Regions from separate parts of the Sus scrofa genome. Here region 2 is linked to region 1. Evidence: chromatin contacts called from public Hi-C data. All regions are on one chromosome and are shown on one strand. The core of a region is the stretch at or near the end of the contact, and the rest is flanking DNA. Distances in the headings are between cores, read along the strand shown. Region 1 overlaps LOC106510388 (a long non-coding RNA gene). Region 2 overlaps LOC106510390 (a long non-coding RNA gene).

The links. Hi-C and Micro-C count contacts between places; a contact is called where the count stands out from the background.
Region 2: a Hi-C map of skeletal muscle shows a contact between it and region 1, with 3 times the contacts expected there. A contact is called at or near these places in 18 of 47 Hi-C or Micro-C datasets (blood, embryonic fibroblasts, epiblast stem cells and 11 more) and 1 of 2 datasets of targeted methods (skeletal muscle).

The regions. Positions count from the first base shown.
Region 1 is chr5:76,976,718-76,981,226 of Sscrofa11.1, reverse strand. The region is part of intron 2 of LOC106510388 (a long non-coding RNA gene); the gene reads right to left. Among named protein-coding and RNA genes, the nearest start is that of SLC38A1, 98 kb to the left of the region's middle.
Region 2 is chr5:77,376,868-77,381,871 of Sscrofa11.1, reverse strand. It overlaps LOC106510390 (a long non-coding RNA gene), which reads right to left. Exons shown (of 13, transcript XR_002344176.1): 8 at 1,445-1,514; 9 at 1-16. Among named protein-coding and RNA genes, the nearest start is that of SLC38A4, 110 kb to the left of the region's middle.

The DNA.
Region 1 (4,509 bases), core at 1,222-3,721:
CCTCTGACTTTTCACCACTTCACCTAGGTTCTCTTTTGAACCAGATATGCATCTCAATCTGCTCAAAGAAGAGAAGTGAATATACTTTTCTCTTCTTCTTTTTTTTTTTCTGTCTTTTTGTCTTTTGAGGGCCACACCTGCAGCATATGGAGGTTCCCAGGCTAGGGGTCTAACTGGAGCTGTAGCCGCCGGCCTACGCCAGAGCCACAGCAATGTGGGATCTGAGCCGTGTCTGCAAAGTACACCACAGCTCACGGCAGTGCTGAACCCACTGAGCAAGGCCAGGGACCGAACCCGCAACCTCATTGTTCCTAGTCGGATTCGTTTCTGCTGTGCCACGATGGGAACTCCACTTTTTTCTTTTTTTGTTAATCAGTTTTGCCTCTTAGGAAGCTCAGAAATTCTGACCAAAAAGGGATGGAATGTGTACCATCAATATGGCCACAATGCATGAGCAACTGCGTTATTTTTTTTTTAATTTGGGTATAAAATTATAAGGGTTGTCTACAATCAAAGCTTTCTTTAAATGTACTGACATATAACACATGTCATATATTATAAATGCAATTATAAATATATACACTTAATATATAATATAAATAATACATATTTTTATTGGCACACAGTTGATTTACAGTATTGTGCCACTTTCTGCTATATAGCAAAATGACCCAGGCATACATATATAATCATTCTTTTTCTCATCTCTTCCATCATGTTCTATCCCAAGAGACTGGATATAATTCTCTGTGCTATACAATAAGATTGCAGCATCCTTTCTGTGATACTGCTGCCAAAAATGCTTTACTTGAATCTAATCATGAGGAAACATCAGATAAACCCAAACTAGGAAATACTCTAAAAACTAATTGGCCCATAATCATCAAGAGTGTCAAGGTCATGAGAGTCGAGGAAAGACTGAGGAATACTCTTCCCAATTGAAGGCCACAACTAAATGCAACACACAATCTTGAATTGGTTCCTATAGTTATAAAAAACATTATTGGGACAAGAGGTAAAGTCAGTCCTAATTTAAACTTCTAAAAGTTTCTGAGAATTAGATGGAAGTAATAATGTACTGGTGTTAATTTCTTGATTTTGATGGATGTATTGTAGTTCTGCAGAAGAATATCCATGTTTGTAGGAATTACTTTCTTAAATATTTGTGAGTAAAGGGGCATCATGTTGGCAATTTAAGCCCAAATTGGAGGTGGTGGTGGAGTTATTTGTATTATTCTTGCAAAAAAAAAAAAAAAAGTAATATCTGATGTTGAATAAGTGACTCATTAAAGAGCCACATCATTGTTAATCAATGACATCTCTTAGAGGTACAGGATGTTAATAGCCATGCAATATGTTTTTGATCCTAGCCTATGGGCATGGTGATATCAAATAATCACCATTTACCAACATGGCTGGCCCCGTTGGTAGCCTACAAAACTGTCATTCCTTCTTCCCATTCTTTATTGCTAATAGAATCCAATTTCATTGAGATTTGGATATCTGGGTCCTTTCTACCTCCAGGAGGTGAATTTTTATTGATCTAAGCCAATCCTGGTTTAGGCATGAGCATGTGCTGTACATGGCTAAAAATACAAGATACATGAAAGCAGGTCTGCTGGGGTTGGGGTAGTGGTCCTTCAGGGAAAGATTTTCCTTACAAATAACTCAAGGAATGAAATGACTCTTCTTCTATTTAATGAGGCACACCTAGGTTATAGCAGTTGTCCTGCAATCAGGAGGAGATAAGCCTAAGTGATCTCGGAGAGACAGCAGTGAGTGATGGCTTGAAGTGAGATCTTAATTCTCTGCTCAGGAATTGAACCTGGGCAGGCCCAAGAAGCCTAGCCACTAGACAGGAGAGAGGCTGAAAGTAGAATTGCCCTGATTCTTGCTCCCTGTTGAAAGGAAGAATGTTTTAAGGAGGCGACGATTGTAAAAACAGGTATAAAGTTTATACCTGTACCGGTTTATACAGTATACCAGGTGGGAGAGCACACAGAGAAGTAGTCTGTTTATCTAAGGCAGAAGCAAAGTGGTAATACACACCCAACGGAGGCGCTCAGGTGAGGGGGTCCTCAGTGAGGAGTGTGCCAGAGAGGTGATTTAAATCACTTACATAGGACAGTTCTTCTGGGTCTTTGCTTTCCTTAGGCCAATTATCTTGTTTTGTTTCTCACACCTGACTGGACCCAGGGCCCTCTCTGATATGTGTGCACTTTGGGCAAGATGGGTTCCAGAGCAAAGTGTTCTGGGGTTATCGGGACTTAATATGGCTTGGGGTACCCTCCCTTTCTGACCCCTAGGAGTCTTTCTGTGCACGTGTAATTGGGGAGGTCTCCTTGATGCCAGAAGTGGATTGAAATGGTCATCTTATCTTTTTATTCCAGCAGAGCTCAGCTCCTGTCATTAACTTTCTCCTTGAGGTGTCACAGAGAAGCAAGGCCCAATTTACTCAGCCCAAGTCCCAGCTGTCCTCATTTTAAAATGGGCTTCTGCCAGGGACAATCTCCACACCAGAAACAACTCTCTGCCCAGACACAGAACTGCTGCAGATCTTCTGCGAGAAACATTGGTATTTCTCTAATTTAAGTAAATACATGGTAATGTTTTTCCCATTAAGCATCCACAGGTATTCAGAGAGACAAATACAGGTATTTAGGAATTATTTCAGATCGAAAGCTTTATAGAAAGAAAGGAATTTTCTTTTAAAAATAAAAATACATAAACACTTTTCTCTCCTTATGACTCTCACATCAAGGAGGCAAAATTGAAGAAAACAAATAACAACAAAACATTATCTAAAAAGCAGTACTGTTGGGACTTATGTAATGTGTGGTTTTAACAGTCTGCTTCCTTGAATTTGAATAATATTGCCATTTTAACCACCTTAAATTTTTGTACCTTTTCTATAGGTATTTTTTTTAATCTTCATTAATATAGCACTGTGGTTTGCAAAGATAAGAGCATTCTCTGCACATTTTGCTTTTCAAATATAAAGAATGATGATGCACATTTTTATGTTACTACCTGCCATAAATAAATATACCACTATCTTTTTGCTAAGCACGTTGCTGATTAATCACTATAGATTAAAATAATCCCAAATTGAAAGCAGTAGCTTTTTAAAGATTAAGAGAAATTGTATCTGTATGGCATTGTTGCTTTAACAGCTCAATTTGCAAATAAAAGAGCAATTATAATCATTTATCTCTAAAAAAGAAACAGATTTATAGAAATGTTTTCTTTCATGAAAACAGCACCACCATCTGGAATCCTATAGTTTGTGCAATGAAAAAATTAAATGACAAGGTTTTGTTGTTTTTCTTTTAGCTGGTAGAAATTTGTCTTTTCCTAAGAGGTTTTACAGGTGAAAATAAGGCAGAAATTGCATTTCTAAATAGCTTAATAACAAAACGTGATTTCTGCCTTATTTTCACCTGTAAAACCTCTCAGGAAAAGACAAATTTCTTCCCCACCACCAAAAAGGATCCGTACCATTTGTGTCCTACTGAAATCAACTAATTTTAATGGTATCAGACTCTCACATGATTTCTTTTACAGCTAATGTTATCATGCAATTACTATTACAACAGGAATTAATTTTATACTTCCTCCTGACTATATGTTTCCTCTGCAATAGAAAAGTATTTTTTTCTTTAAACTAATGTTAAAGAAGTTTAGTGTCCCAATTTCTTACTTTATTTTTTCAAGAATAGAGGTTAAAGGAGCATATGATGAAAAAAAAAATGGACCCAGTCCTCGAAAATTGAAAAATTTGTAAAGGAATTTTAAGCACTATGCAAATGTACAGAATTATTGTTATCATCACTACATAAATTTAAGGGACCATTAATAGTATGGCATTTATAGGTAAACACATGTGGATCAAATACATCTGTTTAATGGTTTTACTCAACACTATATAAAATTATGCAAGCTTTAAGTTCTTCAAAAATGAAAAACACTATATAATGTTGTTAAAAATTTCTGCTATTCTCATGAATGGAACAAAGCAATTGATTCAAGCGGCAAAAATCACATTCAACACTCTAAACAATCATTTTCTTGTATTGTTGTATTAGGATGTTTAATGAATGGCTTAATTGATTAAGCCTTAAAACTGAACACTCCAATGTTCCATTCATTTGCCAAAATCAGTCTCATCCTGTACTGAGCCATGTGCATCCTCTAAAATAGAGCCAAGAACAATTGTGTTTCCTGGAAAACAAAGGCAAAGATTCTCCAGCTATGTCAAATGAACACCACAGATAAACATGCTTTTATATCTATTTTTTCCCAATCTCACTCTTGCATTTCAGTTCTCTAGTCTGTGAATATGTTACCAATGAGTTCATTTGGTAACTCTTTCCTCCCTCACCACTGTCATTCTAAGGACACCTAACCTAGTGCCTAACAGTTACTGTTATATATACTGTTATACAATCCCGCTCTAAGTGTTCCATATGTAGTCATTCATTCTCATTACAACCCTATGAAGTAGGATTT
Region 2 (5,004 bases), core at 1,137-3,636, 400 kb before region 1:
GCAGAGTCTGAGAAAACTGCCAGAAGAATCAGAGAAGGGACAGGTTAGAATGGATTTACATTAGAAGACCAGAGAACTCACCAGCTTCCTGTATCTCCTGAGAAAGCCCAAGGGTACTTCCTTCACCAAAACAATGCCCCAAAGAGGAGACTGTCACCACCGTGAAGAGGCTCAGGACTTCTGTGGGCCACAGCTGATGGTGGCCAAGGCTGGAATTATTGTACTGGACTACCTAGTGGCAATGGGCTGAGAAGATTCTGGAACATCAGAGATTGGGTGGAACAGTATAATCATCGGGGCAAGGTGGACATAATTTCTACGATGGGAAGCAAGGCCATAAAGGCAACCAAGGCCTAGATGTGCAGAGATCTATGGTGATGGCTAAAAAAAGACATGAAGTTTGACAGATGGGCAAGCAACGAGGGTGTTGCTTGACTCATGCAACCAAGAGCTCCAAAGTAGGTGAACAGAAAGCCGACACAAGAATTCCCGCTGTGGCTCAGCAGGTTAAGAACCCGACATGGTGTCTGTGAGGGTGCAAGTTTGATCCCTGGCCTCACTCAGTGGGTTAAGGATCTGGTGTTACTATGGTTATGCCATAGGCTAGCAGCTGCAGCTCTGATTCGATCCCTAGCCTAGGAACATCCATATGCCGCAGGTGCAGCCTTAAGAAAAGAAAAAGAAATAAAGAAAGCTGATACAACCTGCAAGAAGGGAAAATTATGAACCCTTACCCAGTATGCACATCTGAGTCAGTTTTCAGGTCCGGACCCCATAGATTGAAAAAGAGAACAGTTCCCTTTGAGGAACAACTCTGCATTGCCATCATTTAAGTATATACAATAGTTATACCCCAACACTCACCCAGAGAGACCTATGGAGGGTACTACTCAGATCTTTCAAGGGCTATTGGATGTAGGAACTGAGCTTACAGTAATAATAGTGGGCAAAATACCATCATGGTCTCCCTGTTAGCATGAGGCAAGTGGAGGCCAGGTGATAAATAGTGTCCCATCCCAAATCTACCTGAGAGTGAGTCCAGTGAACTGCATGTGCTCATCTTGTTCCTGGTCCCTAAATACCTGGTCCCTGAATACATAATCTATATGGATATCATGCTATACTGCTGACATTATGTGAAGACTCTTAGCAGGAAATGGTCAAATGTCTTTATGCCCTGGAAAGATAAATTCATGGCAGAGAGTGAGGGAGGGTTATTAACCCTCCAAACATTGAGGGGCTTTTTAAATCAGTGAAGTTCTGAGGTCCTGTTTAGGAAACCTCCTCCAAGGTGAAAGATAAGTTATTGTGCCTTATACCTCCTACTACTAAGAAAGGCACAGTCCTTAGGAGAACTTTTTGGAGACACCATAAACCATATTTGGAAATACAGCTCCAACTCTTTTATCAGGTGACTAGAGAGACTACCAGTTTTGAGTGGTACCTGGAGCAATCAAGGGCTCTGCAAAACATTCGGTCTGGAGCACAAGGTCTCTTGTCACTCAGGAAGACCCCTGTGGGACAGAAGTAAAATAAGAATGCTGTTGAAATTTCTGCCAAAGCCCAATGTTAAGTCTCAGCATAGACTCATTCAGAGTTCTGGAGCAAGTTCATGCTGTCTGCAAAAGATAACTGCTCTCCATTCAAAAAGCAGCTTCAGGCATGATGCTGGGTAGACACCCCTGGTCATGAGACATCAGATAGCTCTAAACCAGAGCATTCCAATAGTGATCTGGATGTTATCAGATTCCTAGAGCCATAGATTTGGATAGGCACAGAAGAAATCAATTGTTTGATGAGAGATATATTTGGGATCAGACCAAACAGGTTCAGGGGGCATAAGCATCAAATGTAAACAGATAGCTTCCTCCCACATGTCACCTACCCAGATACAGTAGTGTTTCTCCCTCAGCCCATACCTGTGGCCTTGTTGGAGGTTCCTTGAACCCAGAGAAGATGAAGAGGGAAATACTCAAGCCTAAGTCACAGATGAAGCAGATTAGTACATATGATGGTACAAGCAGAAAAAAGACTGGGGCTGCGGCATTAAAGTCTCACACACCGGTGACCTTTAAGGACAGGAAAAGCTCAGCATGTAGAGCTTTTAATGCTACATTTAGTCATTGACCTTGTGTGGAGGGAGAAATGTCCTGAGCTAAGGATAAATTCATGGGCAGTGAAAAATGACTTGGCTGGTGGGTCAGGAATCTGGAAGGAGCAAGATGAGGATACTGGAGAAAAGAAAACCTGGGGAAGAGGCATGTTAGACCATTAGGAGTAGCCACAATGGGTGCAGATTTTTTTTTTCTCATGTCAATATCTATTAAGTGCCTGTCCATCTCTGAGGAAGCACAGAACAATCTGTTGAACAGGGTGACTCACATAGTGGATATCAGCCAGCTTCTGTCCTGGGACACCCAAGTGCTTGCACAATGAGTTCATGAACAGAGTAACTATGGTGACAAGGATAATGACTATTTATAGGTCTTAACCACACAAACTTCTCATTAAAACTGATCTAGGTGCTGCTGTTGTTTAAATTCTCCCCTGGCAGCAGCAGAGACCAATGAGGAACCCCCATCAGAGAGACCAACAAGCCATGTGGAGGCAAGCTGAAGACATCAAATCTTTCCACTCTGGATAGGGCAGCAATTCTTTTTTGAGAGAGAATTTCTACATAATACATAATCTATATGGAAATGTTTGCCTTTTCTGACCACAGTACCTCTACCAGCACCATTATCTGAAGACTCACTGAGTGTCTGAGGTACCAAGAAAAGATCTAATATATTATCTCCCTACATCAATTTTATGGAGAAGAGGACAAAACAATGGACATGTGTCTACTGGTTCTATAATACAGCACATTACCTGGAAGCTGCTGGCCTAAGAGAACACTGACGTGGCCTCTGGCTTGCAGACAACACCTTTCTGTGTGGGGTGATAGTCATGTTTGATGATGTACTATCTATGTTGAGCCAAAGGTCGACATATGGTGCTATGTCCCTGATAGCTAGAAGACATAGGTCTAGAAATCAAGAGAAAATAACTTTTTTTTTTTTTTTCTTAACCGTCACTTCCAGGGATCCACTATGCTTCTGGTTACTGAAACACTACACCCTCATGGATTAGAGGTTCTGATTCCTAGAAGAGTGAGATGAGATGCCTCAATCAAAGCACACAGCAAAATTCCTACTAAATTTAAAATCACACTTACCATTTGGATAATTTGGGCTCATACTGGTAGATCAGTAGGAAGAAGAAAGGAGTTGATACACGAGTAAGAGTAATTGACTCCAATCACCATGAGAGACTAAGCTTGCTGCTATAGAAAAAGGGAATGACTCTTCACTGGGCCATCTTTTAGTTTGCTATTCATAGTGACATCCATAGCAGCCATGGCCTGACAAGGACACAGTAACTAAGGACTCAGACCCCTCGGAGATGAAGATCCAGATCACTCCATTGGGCTAGTTCCCTAGGCCGGCAAAAGTTCTGGCCAAAGGTGAGCAAATACAAAATGGTAGTAGGGGAGGGTGATAATAATTATCAATTACATCCTTGGAACAAACTTCAGTTTAGAGAATCAAATGAATTTAATGTAGAACACAAGCAAATATAGATCCCCTCAGCCCACCTTAAAGTCAGAGAGGCAGCTTCTTCACTAAAGAATTTCTGTACTGGTCATTGACTTCCTGTATCAAACATCTGCATCTCCTTGCTGCAGGAGCATCTTTCTGTGACTCCAGGAATATACTCTGCCCATGCACATGATAGGCTGAAACTGCCAGGGAATTCCTGATCCCAGGAGCACTTGTCAGCTGATTAGGTATGGGAGTTGCTGGATACCCACGCTTCCTTTGGCCTTTGGTGAGATAATTATAAGGTATGTTCTACACATTGGACTTGAACCCTGGCTGACCATGGTGGGAACTCACTTATTAACACACCTTTTAGGCTTTCCTCTTTTATCTGTCTCACTCCTTCACTGTGCTGCCTGGTATTACCTCTTGTGCCCAAATGCTTGCCTCAGGATCAAGTTTTGATGGAACCTAAGCTAAGATGGTACCAGGGTCAAATGAAATAACATAATTTGTAGAACTGGTGATTAGGATCAGAATAACTAGTACACTCTAGTTTGAAGTTTTACTGAAACTACCCTCAGATTTCAAGCGTGTTTATCTATAAAATATAAAATTAGAAGAAAAAGAACTGTCTTGGAGGTTCTGTTTGGGAGAATATGACAGACTACAAATTTAAAAAACAAAAACCAAAAATCTTTCCACAACAAAATCCTTGACAGGTTAGATAAAATATTAATAACCTCCTTTTAAATGCATAAATAAGTTCACAAGAAAATTAGAGAAATACACAGGAACCAGTAAAAGAAATCTAAAACTGAACAATAAGGAGGCAAAACTGGCCCTGGGTTGGTAAAACCTGAGAAACTGATAGGAGAAACAAATGCAAAACTTCTCTTGAAGAAGCCATTCTCAACAGTGGCCTTACAATCCTCACGGATAAAGCCTTGTCAAAAATGAGCTCACAAGCCCAACATTTTAAAACCACAAGGAAAAAAGCCATCATAAGGAAAAAGGCAGATCTTAAGAAAGTTCAGATAGTATCATTGTTTGATAAAGACTATAAAATATCTGTCTAAAAGAAATAAAACACAAATCAAAATCGAAGCATGCAAGAGTTCCTGTTGTGGTACAGCAGAAACGAATCCAACTAGCATCCATGAGGACATGGGTTTTATCCCTGGCCTTGCTCAATGGTTAAGGGATCTGGCATTGCCATGAGCTGTGGTGTAGGTTGCAGACATGGCTTGAGTCCTGTGTTGCTGTGGCTGTGCCATAGTCAGCAGCTGAAGCTCCAATTCTCCTAGCCTGGGAACTTCCATATACCACAGGTGTGGCCCCAAAAAAGACAAAAAAAAAAAAAAAAATGAAAGCATGCTACAAGATTCCATAACAACGTTAGACATTTAAAATAGAACTCCTA